Regions from separate parts of the Mus musculus genome. Here all the other regions are linked to region 3. A link is a contact called in public ChIA-PET and HiChIP or PLAC-seq data. All regions are on one chromosome and are shown on one strand. The core of a region is the stretch at or near the end of the contact, and the rest is flanking DNA. Distances in the headings are between cores, read along the strand shown.

The links. HiChIP or PLAC-seq counts read pairs in DNA pulled down with a chosen protein or histone mark. ChIA-PET counts read pairs in DNA pulled down with a chosen protein or histone mark.
Region 1: a contact with region 3 is called in an RNA polymerase II ChIA-PET map of effector CD8 T cells, with 32 read pairs. The contact joins two enhancer-like sites. A contact is called at or near these places in 1 of 15 datasets of contacts at CTCF or cohesin (the G1E-ER4 cell line), 3 of 115 datasets of contacts at active chromatin or transcription factors (bone marrow-derived macrophages, effector CD8 T cells and embryonic stem cells) and 2 of 9 other capture datasets (adipose tissue and liver).
Region 2: a contact with region 3 is called in a BATF HiChIP or PLAC-seq map of CD8 T cells, with 5 read pairs. The contact joins two enhancer-like sites. A contact is called at or near these places in 1 of 15 datasets of contacts at CTCF or cohesin (CD8 T cells), 3 of 115 datasets of contacts at active chromatin or transcription factors (CD8 T cells, astrocytes and embryonic stem cells) and 2 of 9 other capture datasets (adipose tissue and liver).
Region 4: a CTCF HiChIP or PLAC-seq map of CD8 T cells shows a contact between it and region 3, with 7 read pairs. The contact joins two enhancer-like sites. A contact is called at or near these places in 2 of 15 datasets of contacts at CTCF or cohesin (CD8 T cells and the NIH/3T3 cell line), 7 of 484 Hi-C or Micro-C datasets (the G1E-ER4 cell line, Sertoli cells, bone marrow and 3 more), 9 of 115 datasets of contacts at active chromatin or transcription factors (the 230-238 cell line, CD8 T cells, the HPC-7 cell line and 5 more) and 3 of 9 other capture datasets (adipose tissue, liver and pancreatic islet).

Annotation. Positions count from the first base shown.
Region 1 is chr5:105,440,934-105,446,683 of GRCm38.p6, forward strand. All of the region lies in intron 1 of Lrrc8b (leucine rich repeat containing 8 family, member B), which reads left to right. Among named protein-coding and RNA genes, the nearest start is that of Lrrc8b, 28 kb to the left of the region's middle. Within about 2 kb of position 2,353, at least 92 of the 459 cell types and tissues checked have an H3K27ac peak or open chromatin away from gene starts, as enhancers often do. A contact at or near this core is called in effector CD8 T cells, where this site is marked.
Region 2 is chr5:105,674,655-105,679,964 of GRCm38.p6, forward strand. No RefSeq gene overlaps it. Among named protein-coding and RNA genes, the nearest start is that of Lrrc8d, 23 kb to the right of the region's middle. Within about 2 kb of position 2,642, at least 22 of the 459 cell types and tissues checked have an H3K27ac peak or open chromatin away from gene starts, as enhancers often do. A contact at or near this core is called in CD8 T cells, where this site is marked.
Region 3 is chr5:105,554,527-105,559,958 of GRCm38.p6, forward strand. The region is part of intron 2 of Lrrc8c (leucine rich repeat containing 8 family, member C); the gene reads left to right. Among named protein-coding and RNA genes, the nearest start is that of Lrrc8c, 38 kb to the left of the region's middle. Within about 2 kb of position 1,870, at least 51 of the 459 cell types and tissues checked have an H3K27ac peak or open chromatin away from gene starts, as enhancers often do. A contact at or near this core is called in CD8 T cells and effector CD8 T cells, where this site is marked.
Region 4 is chr5:105,652,859-105,658,183 of GRCm38.p6, forward strand. Gm32276 (a long non-coding RNA gene) reads left to right here. Exons shown (of 5, transcript XR_389458.3): 2 at 3,358-3,481; 3 at 3,811-3,917; 4 at 4,784-4,943. Among named protein-coding and RNA genes, the nearest start is that of Gm32276, 4.2 kb to the left of the region's middle. Within about 2 kb of position 2,028, at least 86 of the 459 cell types and tissues checked have an H3K27ac peak or open chromatin away from gene starts, as enhancers often do. A contact at or near this core is called in CD8 T cells, where this site is marked.

The sequences.
Region 1 (5,750 bases), core at 1,103-3,602, 110 kb before region 3:
AATTCTTTATTTGTTAGGTGTCTTAATGTTAGGAATTGAAAGATCACAAAGTTAGTGACCTTGCCAGTCTCCTTATTTAATGCAGTCTGCACAGAGAGTTCTATTCTATTATGACCTCTTTTTTGGAAAAAGCTGCGATGTTTAAAATTGCTGTGCGTGCTTGTGGAAAATAATATGTGCGTCCATATGGTGACTGTGTGCAGTCAAGTTTGACTGGAAGCAGCCGACAGAAGGAAGTTAAGTTCTTGGTACATCTTGTGTGTCTTTCCTCTCCAGTAAATCCTCAGGGTTGTTGCGTGTGATGGCCAAGTCTTTAAAGAATTCATTTTGAACAAAACTCCTCCTCCTCTCGTGAGGTTTTTATCTTGGTGTTTATCGTCCCAGTGCTGGGATCCAAAGTGTTCTCTGTCTATTTCTGTGACTTTGCCCTGATAATCTCATTTGGATTTACCAGGCTCAGCAGCTGCTGTTTTCACAGACTATCACAAAGTCGAATTAAGGTCTCAGATTGATAAAAATCCTTCTCCGGGTTGGCCTAGATTATTCAGAGGTTTGTTTGTTTGTTTGTTTGTTTGTTTGTTTTTACAAAACACAAACCTTACCCCTAGCCCTTGTAATTGTCATTTTCTTGTAAGAAAAATTTACAATGGTGTTAATCATATCCCAGGCCACGCCTCTCTGCTGCTTTCTGGTTGAACCTGAGTGTAGTTTGTAGAGTGATATTTCGTTGGTAAATCCAGATCTCTCCTCTCCTCTCCTCTTCTCTCTCTCTCTCTCTCTCTCTCTCTCTCTCTCTCTCTCTCTCTCTCTCGGAACGTGATGAGATCTCAAGTCCCTTGAGGATTCAGTGGTGTCTGGCATGATTCAGTAGATGTTTGCCAGCCGATTTTAAGTGATCCATTGGCTTTGGCAAAGCAGAATGTAACACTGAGAAGCAAAGCCTCCGAGAGTGTCCAATGCAGAATGATAACCACTTCATTAGATCAGCCTGCAGCTTTATCTGAAGAGGGGATCACGTGTTGAATCTCGAATTTTAATTTCATTATTTAATACAACAGGAATGTTTGGGGGCGCCTCGGCAATGCTAGCAATCCCGTTTGTCGATCCTCAGTTCACCCACTTCTGACCTGATAGAAAACATGGCATTACCCTTATATCCCCCCTGGTTTGTTTGTTGGCTATGAACACCATCCAATCTTCACCATTTTTCTTTGCACCCCCCCCCTTTTTTTTTTCCTTTTGAGAGTATTCTCCTCCTGTGTTCAGGACCAAAGCAATAGATGATGTTGTTGTTGTTGTTGTTGTTGTTGTTGTTGTTGTCTCCCTATACAACTAACCATTTCTGCATATACAGGGAATGGTATACCTCACTTTCAGAGGTGTTTTCAGAGACACGATCACAGTGGATTATGACAGTTTCCTGAAGGGGAACGGCAGCAGCTGTTCTGTCCTTATGGGTAGGCTCAGAGGACCCACCCAATATACACAGCAGAGCACAGAAGAGACACAGACAGGCCCCTGAGCTCTGTTGTCCCTTTCCCACCCCACCATACAGTCTGCCTACCCAGATGGCATTCAGTTTCCCAAGACATTTTTCACACAAGGAATTTAGTCAGTGATTATATCAGCAAACTTTACAAAAACTAATTGTCCATGGGGCTCTTCCCTACTAATAATTAGGTCTTGACATATATATATATACATACATACACACACACATATACATACACACATATATATGTGTGTGTGTATGTGTGTGTGTGTGTGTGTGTATAGGTATATATATATATGAATGATCAGAGAGGTTTCCTGCCATGGGATCTGGAAAGGGGAGTTTGCAGCGCTAGAGTAATTGTGGGTGACATCATCTGCTCAGGATCTGCTGGAAAACATGTGGGTGTGGCCAGGCAGGGGCCGATCCTTTTTAGACCTACAAGAAAAGCACATGCAGGACCCTTGCTTTTTCCTATTTTATCATGTTATAAATCTTCCTAGTACAGTTTTTGTTTTTGTTTTTTTTTTTTGTTTTTTTAGTTTTTTAGTTTTTTTTCCGAGGCAGGGTTTCTCTGTATAGCCCAGGCTGTCCTGGAACTCACTCTGTAGACCAGGCTGGTCTGGAACTCAGAAATCCACCTGCCTCTGCCTCCCAAGTGCTGGGATTAAAGGTGTGCGCCACCACCTAGTATGGTTTTTAAAAGAAAAACAAAATAAAGTTTACAATAAAAAAAAAAAATGGTTGGTTGGACCTTGGAGCTTTGCTTAAATGTAGTAAGCTTAGGGTGGGGTCATGGCCCAGCATGCACCTTCCAGGCTGAAGGTCACAGCTGTACTGTCTGCCCTTGCCCCTCCACACCCGATGCTCTGTGGTGGTTGCTAAAGGGCAAACATAATGGACGGCTTTTGCAAACTCCCATCATAGCCCATCTTCTTCAGCTTAGAATTCATTGGCAGCTTAAGCTCATGGGCTCCAGCGTGGATATAGTTTTCTACTTCCAACTTCCCCCTTCTGCTCCTTTGCAAACTGTTTTTCTTCAAGATAAAAGCACAGCTAAAATTTCCTGGTGAAATGGAGATGAACGTGAGTGAGGGCATCTCATTTAGCCCCCCAGAAGCAGTGACAGCAGGCTGTTTATAACAGGAAGCCGCGCACAGCCAGCTCAAGGGCCTCCCGCCTTGGTGTGGTTTCCCAGCATTCCCCTGTTTCCTGCTTGACTCTTCTACCTCAGAGAGAGAGGGGAGAGGACAGAGAGTCAGAGGACAGCTGGTGAGAGTCAAGGATTATTAGTTCTTTCAGTGTGAATTGAGGGTATTAATGCCGACGTGCTCATGCTTATCAAAATAATCTCCTAAGGGGCTGGAGAGACGGCTCAGCAGTTAAGAGCACTGACTGCTCTTCCAAAGGTCCTGAGTTCAAATGTGAGCAACCACATGGTGGCTCACAACCATCCATAATGAGATCTGATACCCTCTTCTGGTATGTCTGAAGACAGCTACAGTGTACTTACATATAATAATAAATAAATCTTTACAAAAATACCTAAGCTTTTGGGAATTTTGCAAGCCGCTTGTTAAATGGTCATTAAAACAAAAGAAAACAAAAAACAAAAAACTAAGTTATAGGGACAGCTCATTGATTAAGACCTCTAGCTGTTCTTCCAGAGGACCCAGGTTCAATTCCTAGCACCCACATGGCAGCTCACAACCATCCCTAATTCCAGTACCAGGAAATGCATTGACTACTTCTGTCCTTGGGCACACGGTGCACATATACATAAAATAAAATAAACTATGCTCAGTGTTTCTGCAGAGTTGAGGTGTTGTATAAGGTTGACACATTTGTTATATGTGCATCTCAATTGCACTTATGTTTGTTGGCTTGACATTACCCTTAGTGGGAATATTTATACCATGGAATATAGCAAAGTCTCTGAAGCCTAGCCCCCTCCGCCCCACTTTTCCAGAAGATTGTTAAATATTTATAGGAAACCATCAGGTATATTTATGATATTTTGGTTATATTTTTCAGGTGTCTACTTAGGAGACATTGAAATATAAGCCATGTCTAGAATGTGACTCAGATGACTCAGAGAGGGTGGGCATTGTGATTATGATGTTGTTGGTCGGCATGTGGGCTCTGGTATGCTCACTCTGCTTTTGTGTGTGGTTGGAATTTCCCATAATAAAAAGTTAAAACACTAATTAAGGTTGCTACACTATAAACAAACAAGCTGTGTGTCCTCAGTGGTCAGGCACAGGATTCTGGCCCAGCACTTGGCTGGCCCTTAATTCTTACTAGCAAATCCCTTTAGTGTAAAACTCTTCTCAAATTTTGGAGCCCGTATTCTGTGTCATGCAGATCATTGACTTTAAAGACCTTTTTCTCATTAAGTAGCATCAAGAAGTCACCGTGCAGTTTACGGTAGACATGAAAGCAAAGGATCCTGATACAGCGTTCCCAGAGCTTTCCTTACGGGTGGGGTAGGGGTGGGGACACATGCGCTTGCTGGATGGCAGGTCCTGCTTGCAAAGCCATTTGTACAAATAGGAAGAATGAGCCACATTATTGCTCAGCAGGCTGCCGACAGCTATATTCCAGCTGTGTGCCCTTTAGATTTACTTTCAGTCTAGCTAGTTCGAGTCATCACTCTTGAAAGGAGAGCTCTTCATCAGCTGCACCTCCCTGAGAGCTACCTTACTCATACGCTGATGTGTGTGAAATTACTGGCCTTTGAATTGAATCAGTTGTAATTTAATGACTTAAATCATCAAGGGCCACCTCTGTGCTGTCCGCATTTCACAAGGCAAACGTCACAATGTTTTTTCCTAACATGTACTATTGAGGTATCAAATGGAAAAGTTGTAACACCAACTACTTAAATACAATACATCTCTTGGTAAGGTTGGAATGTTCATGTCATTCTTGATATGAGTTTTGAGTATAATAGTTTCTTCCTGGATTTGATTATATAGTAATTCATACACACTTAATCTAGTTGACCAGAAAAACATTAAACTGAGTAATGGATGCAGTCAGTCATTATGACTATCCGGGAAACCTGGGCAGTGGAGAAACCGGGCTTTGTGATAGGGACAGGGAGGGACAATAGCCTTGAAGGAGAAGTAGGCTATGACACCCACCTTAAATGTTAAGTTATGCAGCCGGATGCTCAGTGGACAAAGGTAGGCTTAGATCATTCACCAGGTTTAATCATCAAAACAAAAGCTTCCCAATTCAAACTCAGATAAAATACTGAGATAAAATAACCAAAGGAAACGTGAGTGAGGGCAGGGTCCACCAACACCAAGCAGGAGCAGGAACCAGAAACAAGGGTAGGGCAGGTGAGGAAGCGACCCCAGCTCTCCCTCAGGCAGGCAGGCAGGCAGGCAGGCAGGCAGGCAGGCAGGCAAGTCATCTGGAGAACCCAGAGCCTTGGGAGTTTCTTCAGGGTGTGTAGATAGGAGGCGTGGTTAAAAATTAAGTCAAACCACGGAGATTGTGACATGACTGCTAAAGAATAGCACAGATTTAGTTCCTACAGTGGAACGGGCACTGGCTGTGATTTATCCCACCACATATTTAGTGTCTGGGCCTGGTGGCGGGAAACTCAGTGATTTCCACAGAGAGCATCCATACCAGATGGAGACAGAAAGAGGGCAGAGCAAATAACCTTCAGGTAGACAAACCACAGGCAAACTCTGTGCAGCAAAGGAAAATGAGCACAATTCTTCAAATTACTCTGCCCAAGTACTCTGGGGGTGATCAACAGAAGGACCCTGATAACATAAAGACAGCACTTATCTCCTAATGTGCTCCTTGCTCTTCATGTCGATGGATTAAGTATGCCTATGACCCGGAGTTGAGAACACAAGCTAGTCAGCATGGTTAGAGAGAAGTCATGTTTCTGGGTGCTTCTAGTCAGGCAGCCAAACAGCAGTTACTCTAAGGTACTTTCTTTCTCTTTTCCTCTCTTCCTCTCTTCCTCTCTCTGTCTCTGTCTCTCAATCTGTGTGTGTGTGGGGTGTGTGTGTGTGTGTGTGTGTGTGCATTCTATAACACATTTGTTTGGAGTGGATGTTGTTTGTTCTTTCAGACAGGGTCTTCCTATGTAGCCCAGGCTAGCCTGGAGACCATACTTTCTCTGCATCTATCTCTTATCTGCTGGAATTACATATGTGTACCACAATATAGCAATAAATTTCTACTAACTTTCCATAAATAAAATTAAGTTGCCTGTCTTTATATAGAATTC
Region 2 (5,310 bases), core at 1,392-3,891, 120 kb after region 3:
GTAAGCATGGGAAGCTAGTGGTCTCCGACCACTGCGTGGACATTGGGGGATCAAACTCAGATTGTCAGGCCCAGGGGCAAGCACCCTTACCTGATGCATCTTACCAGACATGTGCTTAGTGCCAACATTTCAGAACTTAATATCATAATCCAATATATGATAATACATGGACAAATGTTTTCCAAGAGCCTTTGGGTGCCCCCTCCTCTGAGAATGTGGCTAACAGGAGTGTGTCTAATTTCTAATTTTGCCTTTATACGCAGACATGACTCACACTTCCAAATGCAAAACCTTTAAAGGATGGCATGTAGGTTCCGCAGACCTCATTTTGACAATGGGGAAAGATGACTTCCAGGAAGGGATTTTTGAAGCTCTGAATGTTAATCGAGGGGGGTTGTTATATGCATGTGTAATGCAAATGCCTCCCAGTGTTGGGGAATTGGAGCAGTGAACCAGAGCTGGTTTTAATTATGTGGAGATGATTAGGTACCGTAAAACTGCAGCTGGAAAATGGCCTCAGAGTTAAAGAATTCATAAGATTTGAGGGTTGGCAGAAACCGGACGGTCATCTTCATCAGCCCCTACATTTTGCCTCACCAGTCCGCAGATACATACAGAACACCGACTTGAGATGGAGGCTATGAAAACATTTTGTTTTGATTTGTTTTACGTATGGATGTGTGTGGTGTGTGCATGTGTGTGTGCATGCTTACACGTGTGTGGATCCATGTATATTCGTGTGGGTGTATAAGCTTGTGGATGCCTGGGGTTGACTCGGATGCCTTCCTTGGCTACGCTTGGCACTATAGACCAAAGCAGAGTCCCCCAGCTCAATCCAGAGTCACCACTCTGGCTAGCATGGTTACCTAGCTTGCTCCAGAGATGCCATGTTCCTAGTTGCTAACCAGGCCAAGCCAGCTTTGTTTGTGGGTTCTTACAACCTTGAGGCTCTAAACTGTAGTCCTCAGGGTTGCATGGCAAGTGCAGTACCCACTGAGCCACCTCCCCAGATCCTGCTTTTGTTGGGTTTGTGGTTTTGAGTTGAGTCAGGGTTACACGTAATCTAGGCTAGCCTCAAACTTGCGGTCGAGCTGAGGATGGCCTTGAACTTCTGCTCTTCCCACCTGCAGCCCTCCACTCCAGTGTGGGATGACAGGTATGTACTCTTATGCCCAGTTCGTGTCATGCTGGAGATTGAACCCAGGGCATCTCAAACACTAACCAAACACTCTAGCAACTGAGCCACATCTTCAACTCTCCCCAATTCTTTTTAATATTAAAAATGGCTGTTTGAGGGCTGGAGAGATGGCTCAGCAGTTAAGAGCGCTGATTACTCTTCCGAAGGTACCTAGTTCAAATCCCAGCAACCACATGAAGGCTCACAACCATCTGTACAGCTACAGCATACTCATATACATTAAATAAATAAATAAATAAACAAACAAACAAACAAATAAATAAATCTTTTTAAAAAGTGGTTGTCTGAGAGGTATCTGCAGTTAAGGGCACTTACTGCTCTTGCAGAGGATGCAGGTTCGATTACCAGCACCCACACGTGGGCTCCTAAATGCTCGTATTCTCTGGTTCCAGGAGATTTGATGCTTTCTTCCTGGCTCTGTGGACACCAGATATACCTGTGGTGCACATGCATACATACATAGAAAACATGCATACGCAGACATAAACTAATTAAATCTTTTTAAAAGGAATATATTTTTTAAAGTTCATACCCCCTTTAGTGACAGTGAGGATTAGTCCAGACTTTTGGAAAGTGAAGTGGCCGTGGCCATCAAAGTAGAGGTCAGAAGACAACTAGCAAGAATTGCTTCTCTCCTGTGTGGGCCCTGGGGATTGAACTCAAGTCGTCCGGCTTGGCAGCAAGCTCCCTTACACACTGAGCCATCTCACTAGCCCCAAATGAAAAGAAAGTTTTGTCTATGTTTCTGATTCATGTATGACCTCTGACCTTATGTGGTCACAGAAGAAAATTGACCATTGACTGCTCAATCCCCAGGGCCCACATAGAGGAGCTCTCTGCCACATCATGTCAAGGCCGGTCTGTGGGACCAACAGAACATGGCTAGGATTGTGTGTGAGTCCTAAGGCTGGTTCATCAAAGCTTTTCAGATTCTACCATGTTCTCTCTCTCCTTGAGTGAGCCAAGCCCACGTCCCTAGAATATTTGAGCAGCCTCCTATGTGGGCAAGAACCTTCAATGTATTCAAGAGAATACTTTTCAGCCTTAGTGAAGCTGTCATGTGACTACAGTCTGGACACATGACATCTGACTTTTGGAAGAGTCTGAGATAGAGACGCATAAACCGATATGGCCACAGCAGGCACTCCGGAGACAACTCAATGTCTAAGAAAGGGCCGAAGAGACAGATAGGGAGCCCGAGTAGCACACACACAGTCTTTTTTTGATCACCAGAAGAACATAAGTCTGACACTGTGGCACACACCTAGAATGCCAGCACTCAGGAGCCAGAGGATTGGGTCCCCCTTGGCTATGTGGTAAGTTCCAGGCAAGCCTGAGACTCAGTCTAAAAATAAGTACATGAAAAGTACTTTAAGAGTGAAACTCATAGAGTGGAATGGTAGCTGCCAGAGACTGAAGGTGTGAGACATGAGGTATGACCACATCAGCTATAAATAAGTAAGTTCTGAGGCTCTCATGCACAGCATGGAGATGATAATTAGTGCTGCTGCTGGGACTTACAGGAAACTTGCTAGGAGTAGATGTTGTTGTTGTTTCCTGCGAGGTTCACACTCAGGGTTCATACATGTTAGGCAAGCATTCTACCATTGAGCTACGTCCTCAGTCCTGTAGTATCTTACACACACACACATGCACACACACACTCAGACACACCATGCACATACAAGCGTGCACACATACCCACAAACATATGCATGTGCACATTATGCTAACAATATACAGTTATGTTCACACATGTGTGCAAACACACACACATGTGCACACATGTATACACACTTATGCACTTGCACACATACATGTGATATGGTGTATACAGCGATAGTGGGTTAACTTAGTTGTGGCAATCATCTCACAATGTGCAGAGTGGGCATCCAATCATTATGGTGTGCATCTTAAGTACACAGGTTTTGTCAGTTCTACCTCAGAACATCTAGAAAAGAGCATCCCCAGCAATGTCACTTATGGTTACTGACTTAAACTCTGGTGTAACATATGTTTACAGTCTCAAGCTGCTAGCTCGGGGGCTGACTTTTTGTACTGAGACACATGGCTGCTGCCTTGTCTGATTTTGGTATGTTACACCGTTCAGGACTTGGGGATAGTAGGAAACATAGAATATTAGCTTGCCTTTCCTGAAAACTAAGTCAGTTCCACGTAGGAAAAGCTAACTTGCACTCCAGGGAATTGAAGGTCTGAGTTCCTAAGCTCACCTTTTGTTGTTCAGACCCGGGGTCTTGTCAGTGCTGGGCAAGGATGCTGAAGCTCCATCTGCAGCCAGAAGCACATCTCCCCTTCCCCTATTTTAGAGCATTATTTGGGATTTGGAGCTTTTGGTTGTTTGTTTGCTTGAGACAAGGTCTCACTGGGTAGGCTCGACTGGCCTGGAATTCACAATGCAGACCAGACTGGCCTCACACTCAGAGATCTGCCTCCTGATTGCTGGAATTAAAGACATGCACCACATAATTAAGTTTTTTAGTTAGCACGCAAAAGTTCCAGGACAGCAAGGGCTACACAGAGAAACCCTGCCTTGAAAAAAAGTTTCATTACCGCCTATCACTTGTTCCTGTTATTGTTCCTGTTGCTCATGTCTGCCCACAACTACCCTCCAAGCCAACCTCTTTCGTTTCTCCTCCTCCTTCTCCTCTGGATTCATCCCTAAACAGTCCCCTCTTTTCACCGGGAGTGGTGGCGCATGCCTTTAATCCCAGCACTCGGGAGGTAGAGGCAGGTGGATTTCTGAGTTCGAGGCCAGCCTAGTCTACAAAGTGAGTTCCAGGACAGCCAGGGCTTTACAGAGAAACCCTGTCTTGAAAAACCAAAAAAAAAAAAAAAAAAAAAAAAAAAAAAAAAAAAAAGAGTCCCCTTGCCGCAGACTCTCTGGGTCCCTGTGTCTGCGTGGAACAGGGTCTCTCGACACGGGTGGGCAAAGCGTGGATGAGCAACAAACAGACACACACAGGAGAGAACAGAGGAATGAAAACGCAAAGACTGACAGGAACTGGGCAATAAAAATAACTGAGACAAAGTCAGCCCTATCTAAGGTCAGCTATAGTCTTAGAAGCCAGGTGTGAGAGCTTTTCACTCCTAGGGCAAGGGCTTTCACACCCAAGTCATGGTTCTAACTAGGGAGTTCCGTTCTAGCTAACCATCTCATGAATAATGCAATACTCTAAAACCACAGCCCGATCTACTTCCTAAACCATTGTAAATTCCTGTATATGGAATCTATACACTAGACTAACGCGGGAATGGAGCGCGGGAATGAAAAATTAATGTATGGGTAGAGAACGCTAGACTCCAGGAGGAGAGCTTCCTTGAAACTCTTTTGCCTCATGAGTGACTTTTAAGCCTTTCGGCTTGTCCAGCTGACTCGACCGGAGAGCGTAGCATCCCCTCTTTTATGTCATCCATGTGTAAATATTTTTTTTTCATATGAGAAAAACAGTCTTTCTTCAAATCTACTTGTCTTTCTGGCTCTAGCATGTTTCGTTAACACAGTGACAGCTGGGTTCGTTTCTTTTCCTGAAAAGGACATCCACAGTCTTGCCGCTGAGTAACTGCTGTTAAGGGACCAGCCTGTAGCTCATTTGGGAGAGCGCTTATCTAACAGGACAAAGCTCTGGGCTTAGTCACCAGCATCCTATAAGCTGGGTGTGGTTCCTAGTTCCTGTACCTCCAACACTGCAGAGGTTGAGGCAGAAAGTGAAGATTCTCAAGGCCATCCTCACCTACACAGAGAATTTGAGGATGGCCTGGGCTGCCTGAGACTCAGAGTTAAAAAATCAAGAATGAAAAAAGTCATTGTACATGTGTACCACATTTTATTTATTCAACTGTCTGCAGTTGGGCATTGAAGCCATTTCCATATCTTGACTGTGGTGGAACAAAGAGCAATAAACCCGATACACAAGTGTCTCTGTGGAATGTTGTTGCAGACGGACCACACACCCGTGTGTTTCTTCTATGCAGGGCTGGGCTGGGGATTAGCCCTAGGGCTTCCTACATGTTAGGCCAGTACTCTTAACAACTGAGCTACGGGAAGCTTCTGTGCCTCCCTTACTGGGCTAGCAGATGCTATGGCTGGTGTT
Region 3 (5,432 bases), core at 620-3,119:
GATTCTTAAACAATTTAAGATTGAGGCATGGGGCACAGCACAGCACAGCACAGTCCTAATGGTCCACGTGCATGCTGTGTGTTCTCATCTTGGAAACAGTGTAATAACTGCACAATAGGAGTTCCAGATTAATGCTTGACTTGCAAGGAAAATTTGAAGAAATTATTAGAAAATGAAATAAAGCCAACATTGGGACCCCAAGAAAGAAAGAAAAACTATTGAAGTTATGAAATAAGTTTTGCACAGCATTTGAGAGTAGTTCTTGGATAACAAGTATAAAATATGAAAAATTTTATATTGGTAAAACTAAGTCAAAACACTGGGACGCTTAGGAGAGTCATAGTGTGCAATGTGCAGAAGCAGAAAGCTAGCGGAACTATTGAGTTAAGGGTTAACTTGATTCTTTCTGGCCACTGCCTGGCACCTTTGCCCATGCCATTTATCATTAGAGCTTCACAAGAAAATGCGTTAGCTGGCCTTGGGGCTCTGAGCTCTGAAGTATAGTAAGTCAAAGTTAAAGTTTGAATAATAAGTTTGTAATTACTATTATTTTGGCTATAGGCCTGGGAATAGGGAAGCTTGAAACTTTGGGGAACAATTTTAATTCTTGAATCTTTGTGGGATGTTGGTTATTCTTTTGAATTTGATTTGGCAATGATTGTGCAATGTCTTTTTTTCTACCTGATTTTGGATTGTCAATAAAAGACTGGGGGCAAGAAAAAAGTGAGCGAGCATGAGAAGAGAATGTGAAGAGTGAGTGAGGAGAGAATGTGAGGTGTGTATGGAGAGTGTGTGTGTGAGTGAAAGAAGAGTGCATGTGGTGTGTGTGTGAGGTATGTGTGAAAAGTGTGTGTGAGAGTGAAAGGGGAACTCACTGAGGTGTGTATGAGTGTGGGAGTACACACTCATACACACCTCAGTGAAAAGAAAAGTACACAGGAGAATGCAGAGCGTGAGCAGCTTCAGGCTTCGAGCGAATGAGTGAGAAAGAGAGTAGAGAATGAGAGAGAAGAGAGAGCAACTTTAAGCCTTGAAAAGTTGCCTGTCAGCTTGTACCCCCCAAAAGTAGTCTGTGTATATTTATTATGCACCTTCCACATATCCCTGCTTCCAGTCGAGAACTCCGATCCTGTGTTGAGGCTGGACCCCGACAATACTGTGCTTAATGCCTGCCACCTAGCAGGCACAAGAGAATTGTCTGTTGTTAGACCTGAGATTCTCACTTAGCAAAATGAGAGATCTGATTCAAAGTTTTTGTTTTGTTTTGTTATTATTAACTTTCTTACGGTAGCCACAATAACTCACCAACAGATGAATATATCAATTTTTTAACTAGTTTAATTGGGGGTGCTGACGAGGCTCAGATAAGAGGAACCTACAGGAGCAGGGACAATTTAGCAGTGGCCACACCACTGAAGAAAATGTCTCTCTCCTCTAGAAACAATCCTGCCCATAGCTCCTCAGGGAGGGGTGGGCCCTGGCGACCCCCTCAAATGTGTCACTTTTAAAATACCTGTCATGGAATACTTTTTGGCTTTCAAAATGAAGTGAAATCTTCATTATGTGATGGCACCAATTAACCCTGGAAACATTATGTGAAGAGAAGCGGGCGAGTCACACAGTGATAAATACTTCATGACTCCAGTTGCATGGCACATCTACAGCAGCCAGATTCCCCGCATTAGAGAGCGTGTTGGTGGTTTTGAGAAGGAAAGGGGACAAATGGGAGTTACTGGCCTTGGTGTCTTAGTTATTGCTGTGAGAAGACATTGTGACCGACCAAGGCAACTTACAAAAGACAGTGTCTATTTGGGGCTTGTGGTTTCAGAGTGTGAGTCTGTGGCAGGGAGCATGGCAGCAGGCAGTAAACAGGGTGCTGGAACCACAGTTGAGAACTCACATCCGGATCCATGAACACGAAGAAGCAAGGAGAGTGTGGGAGTGAATGAGTCTTTTAAAATCTTAAATCCCACCCCCAGTGACACACCTCTTCCCACAAAGCCACACCCCCTAACCCTTTCCAAACAGTCTCACCAACTGAGGACCCAGTGTGCAAACACAAGAGCCTCCGGGGGCTGTTCTCAATCAAACCACAAATGGGTAGAACGTTTCAGGTAGCAAGATAAATGCATTCTCGGAACCTGGTCATAGAACTTTGCAGCTGCGGTCAGCAAAATCACACTGCGCAGCTAAACACTTGCTGAGAAGGGAGCTCTTATATGAAGTTTTCTTACCACAATGACAATTTTTTTTTCAAATTGTGAACTCCCTAGCATACTTACCAAATCTAATTGTCTTCTCTACTGCCAAATATTAAGTCCCTTCTGCTCACTGCACTTAGCACATACCGTAATTCTCTCTCACACGCTTCCTAACACTTACAGAGGAAAAGAACTATTCTCTTCCACCTTTTAAGGATAAAGAAGCAAGTGGATTAACTAGCCCACTCACCTGGCTTACAAGGGTCAGAGGCAGGATTCTGACCCCAGTACTTCCACTTGAGGGTCTTCCTGCCACCCAGTTTGATTCTAGGGTCTTACCTGACTAACTCTGGAGCTGAGAGTGTTCATTCTATTATAGAGTAAATTTTCAGCATGTCCATGGGTTTGTTTGCCAGAACTAATAACAACAACAACAACAACAATAATAATAATAATAGCAATAATAATAATGTGGAACTATAGCAGCGTGATTATTATCAAGGTCTGCATACTGCCTTACTAACGGGGGGGGGGGGGCGGGGGGGCATTATTGCCCCTACAAAGGCATAAAATCCGACCTGGTACATATAACCTCAAATGGTGTTTGCCTTGGTTGCTTTTCTGTTGCTGGGATTAAACACCATAGCCAGGGCAACTTAGGGAAAAGAGAGTTCACTTGGGCTCCCTGTTCCAGAGGAATGAGTCCATTATGGCAGCAATGTAGCAGCATGCTAGAAGCACAAACCAGAGAGAGCAAACTGCAAGCCAGGTGATACTTGCAAAGCACAGCCCTAGGGACAGCTAGGCCACGCCTCCCGAGCCTTCCCAAACAGTGCCACTAACGGGAGACCAAATGTTCCAATACCCAAGACTGTGGAAAACATTTCTTCAACAACAAGGTTTCTGGCCTTCAGGTTTGTTTTCTTTTTCTTTTTTTTTCCTTAATTAAACCAATGCTTTAGAATAAGTGGATATCTGGGGAGATGTGAGTTGTGAGTAGAGTTAATACTTGACTCTTCGTTTTGAAAACTGGCCAAGATTTTAAAGGACATCTCACTCGATCCCAGCAAGCCTTTGTGAGGTACTGAGTTGGCAGTGCGTCAGTACGGTCTTCACTGCCAGGCTTCCAGCCCTTGGGTATTCTCTGTTTGATCAGTGTATATGGGTTTTTTGCATGTTGCCATGGTAAAGCTCACTCCGTGATGTGAGAGACCTTCCTGCTGAGGAAGGGTTTGTGAATGTTAGAGCCTGCACTCTCATTTCCACATTTTTTTCTTGGTGTTACCAGGGCAACCCAAATAATTTCATTTTCTCTTTGAAGTTGGTGCCTGTAAGGCTGGTCCACTTTGTACTGACTCATTTATTCTCTTACAAGATTTTTCTCCAGTTTAATCAGATGCTTCCCCTATGCAGATGTCCTCTGCTCTCCTGCAGTCATCAGGCTGGTCACTGTTGGTATAGTTGCTTAAATGTTGGAGGAGGTTACACATCTCATTGCTGGTTACAAAACAGCTACAGGCCTTCTCACCAGGTTAAGCCATGGTGGAGAAAAGTAGTGAATCTATAGAAGCGTATTGAGGCATCGCCCACCCAGATCTATTTGGTTCTTGGGACTTGGATTGCAAGTTGCAAGAGTTTCATCAGAGATGGGCTGTAGCTTGGTGGATGCTGTGCAGCCTAGTGTGCACTGAGTGCTGGGATCACAGCTCGACATAAAACTGGACATACTGGTACATACCTGTAATATTGGTACTCCACACAGGCAGACACAGGAAGGTCAGAGGCTCAGGTCATCCTCAGCTACGTAGCTAGAGGCCAGCCTGTGCTATGTGAAACCCTGCCTCAAAAACAAAATCACTTAAGTTTATATGGCAAGAAACTTTTAGAAATAGATCTGAATCTGAGTCTATTCCAATTCTAAGCCTCAACTGTGAAATCCCCCCAGTTGTGAAACCCCTCAGTTGTGCAAACCCCCAGCTGTGAGAACCCCCCCCCCAGCTGTAAAAACCCCCAGTTGTGAAACCCTGACACAAGCTTGTTTCTACCTCATTTCCTCATTCCCTGGCGATCACATATTTGGTTTTATTTTTTTCAATTCTTGGATTTTCATTTTCGTTTTGAGACAATTTCATATATCCCAAGCTGCGCTCAAACACTCTACAGAGTTGAGTCTCTACTTGAACTGCCAACCCAGCTCCTTCAACCCCTGCTCTTCTAGTACTGGGATCCCAGGTATCCATCACACCTACTTCACGTGGATGTAGATCTCCTCCTTTCTGAAGAAAGACTCATCTCCCAAGAGCTGGTCTGGCTCAGGTAAATATGTGGGTTTGAATTGGTGTGAAGAGCTGAGACGCAAAATAAAGGGCCATATTTCTGCCCTGACTTCTTGTTTAGCTTTGATTCTCGGTGATGGGTAGTGTCAGGCATTTGGTGGTTTTAAAATGCTGCAAAGGGAGAGTGAGGAAGGAAAAGAGAAGAAGAGAAGTGACCGGCAACATGGATAAACCTGCAGAGCTTCCTAATAAAGAGAAACAAGCCAAGCACATAAAGAAAAACGTTGCCCATCCTCCCACATGAGAACCTTAAAAGCTTGGTCTATGGAGGAAGGGAGTTATCACAGTCCCTGGAAATTAGCAACAGTAGGGAGGATGGGAGATCTGGAGAAGCTAGGAAGCAGAACCAAGAAGTCTGGTAGAAGAATTTGGTCTTCTCTTTTGTAGCATGTCAAGATAACTAGTCTACAACAATTTACATGTCTCAATAACTATAGGAAGAAAGCTAAGAGGTTTGCTATGCCATAAAATTTGTTTATGCTATGCCAGCAATGTATCACAGTGGTAAAGCACTTGCCTAACATGCCCAAGGTCTTGGGTTCAAGCCCAAGTACCACCAAAAGTTCAAAAGTCTGAGGACCCGGAGCCCATGAGTATATACATGTCAGTTAAAGTTGTCTCTAAACAGATCTAAGGGATCATTGTCCTCAGACCAGAGAATAGATGTCCATGCAGTCCAGAAGTGAGTTCCTAGGTAGACATGGGCAGGCAGAGTGAGGAGATTAGGACAGATGAGTGCATCTGGACAGATGCAGGAGGCAGGGGTGGCCTTTGGCCTCCATCATTGTCACTTCTGCTGACTGACTCCTAAGACACCAAGGCATGTTTGCTGGTTGGGATGAGACTGTCGTGAACGCAATACCTAGCATGAGCAGCAGAGGTGCTGGGTGGAAGA
Region 4 (5,325 bases), core at 778-3,277, 98 kb after region 3:
AACTCTATGTCAGCCATTTGTAAGCCCACTTGTGGAACCCCATCACAGCCAGTAGATTAAGTCAAGAACCCAAGGCCACCCCAGCACCCTACCTTCCTTGATGCTCTAGGGACCACTTGGCTTGGGATCATGAGCAAGGGTGGGATACAAGAACTCCTGTGTCCTGCCCAGGAATTCTAACGTAATGTGCCTGGATGGGACCAGAGCAAACTGCTTGAACTGAGCTTGCTGACCTAGGCCTGTAACCCTAGCACCCAAGAGGCTGAAGCAGGAGGATTACAGAGAGCTCAAGACCAGTCTAGGCAACACAGTGAGTTCAAAACTTTGCAGACTATGTAGGGAGAACTTGGACAAGGGAGGGAAGGAGAGAGAGAGAGAGAGAGAGAGAGAGAGAGAGAGAGAGAGAGAGAGAGAGATCCAGCCTTAGATCACAAGTGTCACGAGATGGCAAAAGAAGGTGGAAACGAAGACCAGGAACCAGCCTGATGTACTATGAACAGTTGTGTCTAAGGAACAGCTGCCATCTTGTATACTAGGTGTACACGCAGTGAAATGCCTCCAACTTAAATGAGTACCTAAGTCCTTGAGAACTGCTCTTACAGAAACATCTCAATTAAAAAGGAAAATGAAAACATATATTCTAAAGAGTTTGCATATTTGTGCTCCAATAAGAGTGTGTGTTCAATGGACGTGCTCATAGCAACTGGTATAAGCCCATGACAAGCCCTGTGCTTTTAGGGTGGGCATAGATTTGGCATCTGGGACATTCATTCTTCAGTTTAACCAATGTCTTTGAGTATATGTGAGTTGAGCCCTCAGAGAAGCAGGACACACACTCCCCCCACCCCACCCCACCCCCGCCCAGCCAACATATATAAATGCACACACAAATCTCCTTCCTGCCGATCCCTAAATCATTCATGTAGCCACTGGAACCACCATCCGACTTCCAGTATGAGCAGCAGACAGAAACAGGGCCAAACTGGATACAGCCGAATAAGAGAGCATGATCTAACCTCTGAGAGATATGGACAACATCCAGACAGAGATAGAAAGAGAAATTGCCCGGGGACAGGTGAAGCAGGCAGCAGGCAGCTCTCTACTGTGGAAGGTCTGTCCACTAAGATCAAGGCTGGGCCAAAAGAGATGCTGGAGGATTGGGTCAGAGAGGGAACAGAGAGATGGCTCCAATGTTAAGAAGTAATACTTGCTGCTACTTCAGGGTTAAGTTCCCAGCATCCACATCAGGCAGCTCACAGTTCTATATCTCCAGTTCCAGAGGATCTGATACCTCCACAGGCACTCCACACACATGCACATATTAACACATATAAATAAAAATAAATCTTTTTAAGGAGACAAAGGTGCTGGAGAACATGAGACAAAGGCCATACCCTACATCTTTAGGGGGAATGACAACTTCATACCTAGACTTTTATGGTGAACTTCTCTGCCCAAGGAAATGGCTGAGAGATGACCCTCTCACCCCACAGCCTGGGTCTTAGAATTTTTGTGTCTGTAGCATGCCCCCCCAAGCACACCACACACATTGCACAAACAGCCCCAGAGATCATTGCTCAATGGGCTGTGGTCTGCTGTCCCGGGCCGTTCAGCCCAGCTCCTCCATGCTAGCAAACCGGAGAAAGAAAGGGTTTCTTATGATCAACGACCAGAGAGGTCGAACAGCCCACCTCGCAGGGAAAGGATTCCAGCGATTTCTAGAACCTCTGCCTCCCTCAAGCCTTGCTTACTGGCCCCTGCTGGTATTTGGAAGGCAGCTACCTTTCCCTTTATCCTGCTGCCCCAGGCCACTGTGGACCCTGCCACATATTCTGTCACCCCTGCATCTGACTCCTGGTTCCCAGCCTCGTTGTCACTCCAGTGAGAGGCACCCCAAATTTCATTGGTTCAGAATCCCAGCTTGGGTTAAGCAAGGGGCCCACGGGCCAGCCTGGCTTAGATTTGGAACGCAGCACGGTTGGGAAACCTTAGCTGAGGTGTGGATTCCAGATGAGGCGGGGAAGCCCTCTAGTGGCCACGAGCGATATGGCAACAGCAAGGAAACAATAACCATCTTTTCTAGGCCTGACTGATCTCTCTCCATCTGTCTGGACTTTTTTGGCACCAAGTCACTCCCAGATCTGCACAGCCCCCTTGTCACCCCATGCTCTGCCTTGCCACACAACGCTGCAATCTCTACCTCCTAGGTTTTCTCCTCCAGCGTTTCTGGATAACGAACCCTACACCTCGGGCCGGATTTGTCTTCCTTCAAAGTCTGATTTTTGGTGGCCTCTAGTTAAGAATGTCCTCCCAATCTCCCAAGTTGTGTAGAGCCATGATCTACAAAAATTGGAGCGCTTGGAGGGTGGCCTACTGAAAGCCACGTCACTGACCCTGGGCAGACTGAGCAGTACAGCTCACACAAGGCTATGCCAGCTGGACCACTGACGCTAAGGTGTAGACGCTCAGGTATTCTAGCACTCGCGCACACAGTGAAAGACAGGAAACTTCCGGTCCACCCAGCTTCCAAGCCCTGTGCAAACCCTCCTAGAACTTCCTTTCCAGTGCTAGAGTTGGGCTGTGTGGGTTAGAATCCCACCCACAATCTAATAGACATGCAACTAGAAAAGGTTTTGAATTCTTAGCTTGCTCCCAACGTTGTCATGGAGACTGAGGACCGCCAGGTGTCTGATTTAGCAGGGCTTGCCAGTTCCCTCTGACTCTGACTGACAGCTGTGGCTTCCAGCACTCTGGCTGGTTTGTTCACAGGTCTGCCCTAGACCTTGCATCTTCTATCTGTGCCTTTTGGCGATTGACACTGAATTGGCCTGAAGTGACCTCTCCCTGCTCTCTGACATCTTTTTCTTATTATTTCCTCTTCTGCTTAGGGACTGACTTAGAAGGGCTGGGGCATCTATGCCAGGCTAACCTTTATAACTTTAAAACCATAAACCTTATAAAGCCATAACCTTAAAAACACATATGTGTTGTTTTCTTGTGCATGCAATCTTTTTAAAAATTAAACTAACATATTTATGTATTACTGGAATAGCTCCTTATATTATTTGGCCTTTTTTTCCTCTGCACAGCTAGACTGTATACTCAAAAGACATCAGAACTGTGTTTATTATCTTTATCTAATAAAATCTATCAAATTGGGGGGGAGGGAGGATTAGAGAGATGGCTGAACAGTTACGAACACTGGTTGCTCTTCCAGAAGTCCCGAGATCAATTCCAAGCACCCACATGGTGACTCATGACTATAATATAGCACTACCTTAATATAATTTATAAATGACTGAGACTTTTCATTATATTAATACATTTCATTATATGAGTTCTCAACCCTTGAAACAGGTCTCCAGGAACCATCTAAGGATCTTTGATTGTCCGATTTTTACATCATCACTGAAAGAAAAGAAAGCCTTGTGGTTATCATAGGAACTGTCTCATATACCACAAAAATCTACCAGCAATATAGGTAATCCATCCTTAAATTATATCACCACATCTGAGAGTCTCCAATTGGAATGGTATCTGGGTGCAAGGTCAAGGGGTGCATTTTTAAGAATGTGATTATGCTACATTGTTCACAAAGTCTTTAAAACTTAAGCTATAAGTTAAATGTAAACGCACTTTCAATATTGTGAAGTTGATCAACTTTTCCCTCTGCAATACACCAAATATCTTTTAAAATTACATGCATACACATGCAGATGCACATACAAGCACATGCGCACACAGATATGCACTGGCAGACACTGTCTCACAAATTGCTGATTGAATTTATAACTTTGTACCATTGCTTAGGAAATCTTTAAGAGTTCATCTTCTGATGCCAAATGTGGCCCACTCCAGTTCTACAAGCAAATCTGACAGAAGAGAGCACCTGTGTCCACCAGCTCACACATACAAGAGTATGAGGTTTTGGCTGGTTTTGCTTTTGAGGCAGGGTCTTGCTCTGCAGCTCAGGATGTCCTTAAATTTGCAATCCTCCTGCCTCAGCCTGGAATTATAGGCATATGCTTCTATACCAAACTTATAACAATGTTAAGAGAGGTTTTATTCGTATCTCCAAAGTGGAAACACCCTAAATACCAATCTATTATAAAACATAATAAATCGGAGTACTTTATCGAAATAACAACTGGAGACTCTCCAGCAATAAAGAATGAATAATTCCTATTACTGATGAATGGATTGAGGGCCTAATAGTCAGTGAGGGAAGTCAGTATGTATGATTTAATTTATTTAAAATTCAAGAAAAGTAAGACTTTAATGACAGAAATCAGAATAGACCTCCCCACCATTCCCTAATGGGAAATAACCTAAATCTCTCTGAACATAATGATTCTGGCAGCCATCTTGCCAGACTGTAAGAGAAGCACAGATAACATATATCTAACACCCAACAGTAGTTCCCAGCACAGCGCATTAGCTGAATAAAGAGTACTTTGTACTATATATAGTCTCGATTTAGGTCAGTCTAAGAGTTGCGAGGCAAAAGGATAGTTTTGCTGATAGTCAACCCTAAAGTTCTAATTGCTTTTGCTTTTGGAAATCTCCCAATAGTTCTTCTTTCTTTCTCCTGTACTAACTTCATATATATTATATGTATTTGTACATATATGTGTAAATGTGAATATATGAATATATATGTATGTATGTGTGTATAGAAGTGTGTGTGTGTGTGTGTGTGTGTGTGTGTGTGTGTGTGTAGCCAGCTCAACTGAAGTCAGTAAAGGTACTCTCCCACTCTCCTGCCCCTTTGTTCACTTTCCAGTTCCTCCTGGTGGCTAAGGCTGTTTGTGTCCCTGGTTTGGGGCCAGTGAGACTTGACAAGGAACACTGATGGGAAACAGTTGGCGGGAGGATTCTTCACTTCTGAGCCGTAGCCCAAATGGAGGTTTCAGGCTCCTGACGTCTCGTGTTCTTCCTCTCAGGTGACTTGCTTTCTACATGCCTTAACTGTGCCCTCTGTTGTATCTACTATGATAAACCAGTAGCAAGGACATTACTGTCGTGAGAAATGGAGAACATAACAGACTAAGGTGATGGAAGGAAAGAGTCTTGTCAACATCTTGGCCTTGCAGTCTCCAGCTTCCACACTGTCAAGAAATGAGTATCTATTGTTTAATCAAAAAAGTGTTTTCTGCTCTTAAGCAAAAGGACAATGCTGTACTTACCTTCCAGCTGTCCCCTTCTCTGCCCTCAGACTGTGACAATCATGTTTTGACCACAAGAACAAGATGTAAGACCCAAGGAGAGAGGGGGAGAGGGAGGATGGCTCATGGACACCAAAATACGGACAGAAGTAATAAATTG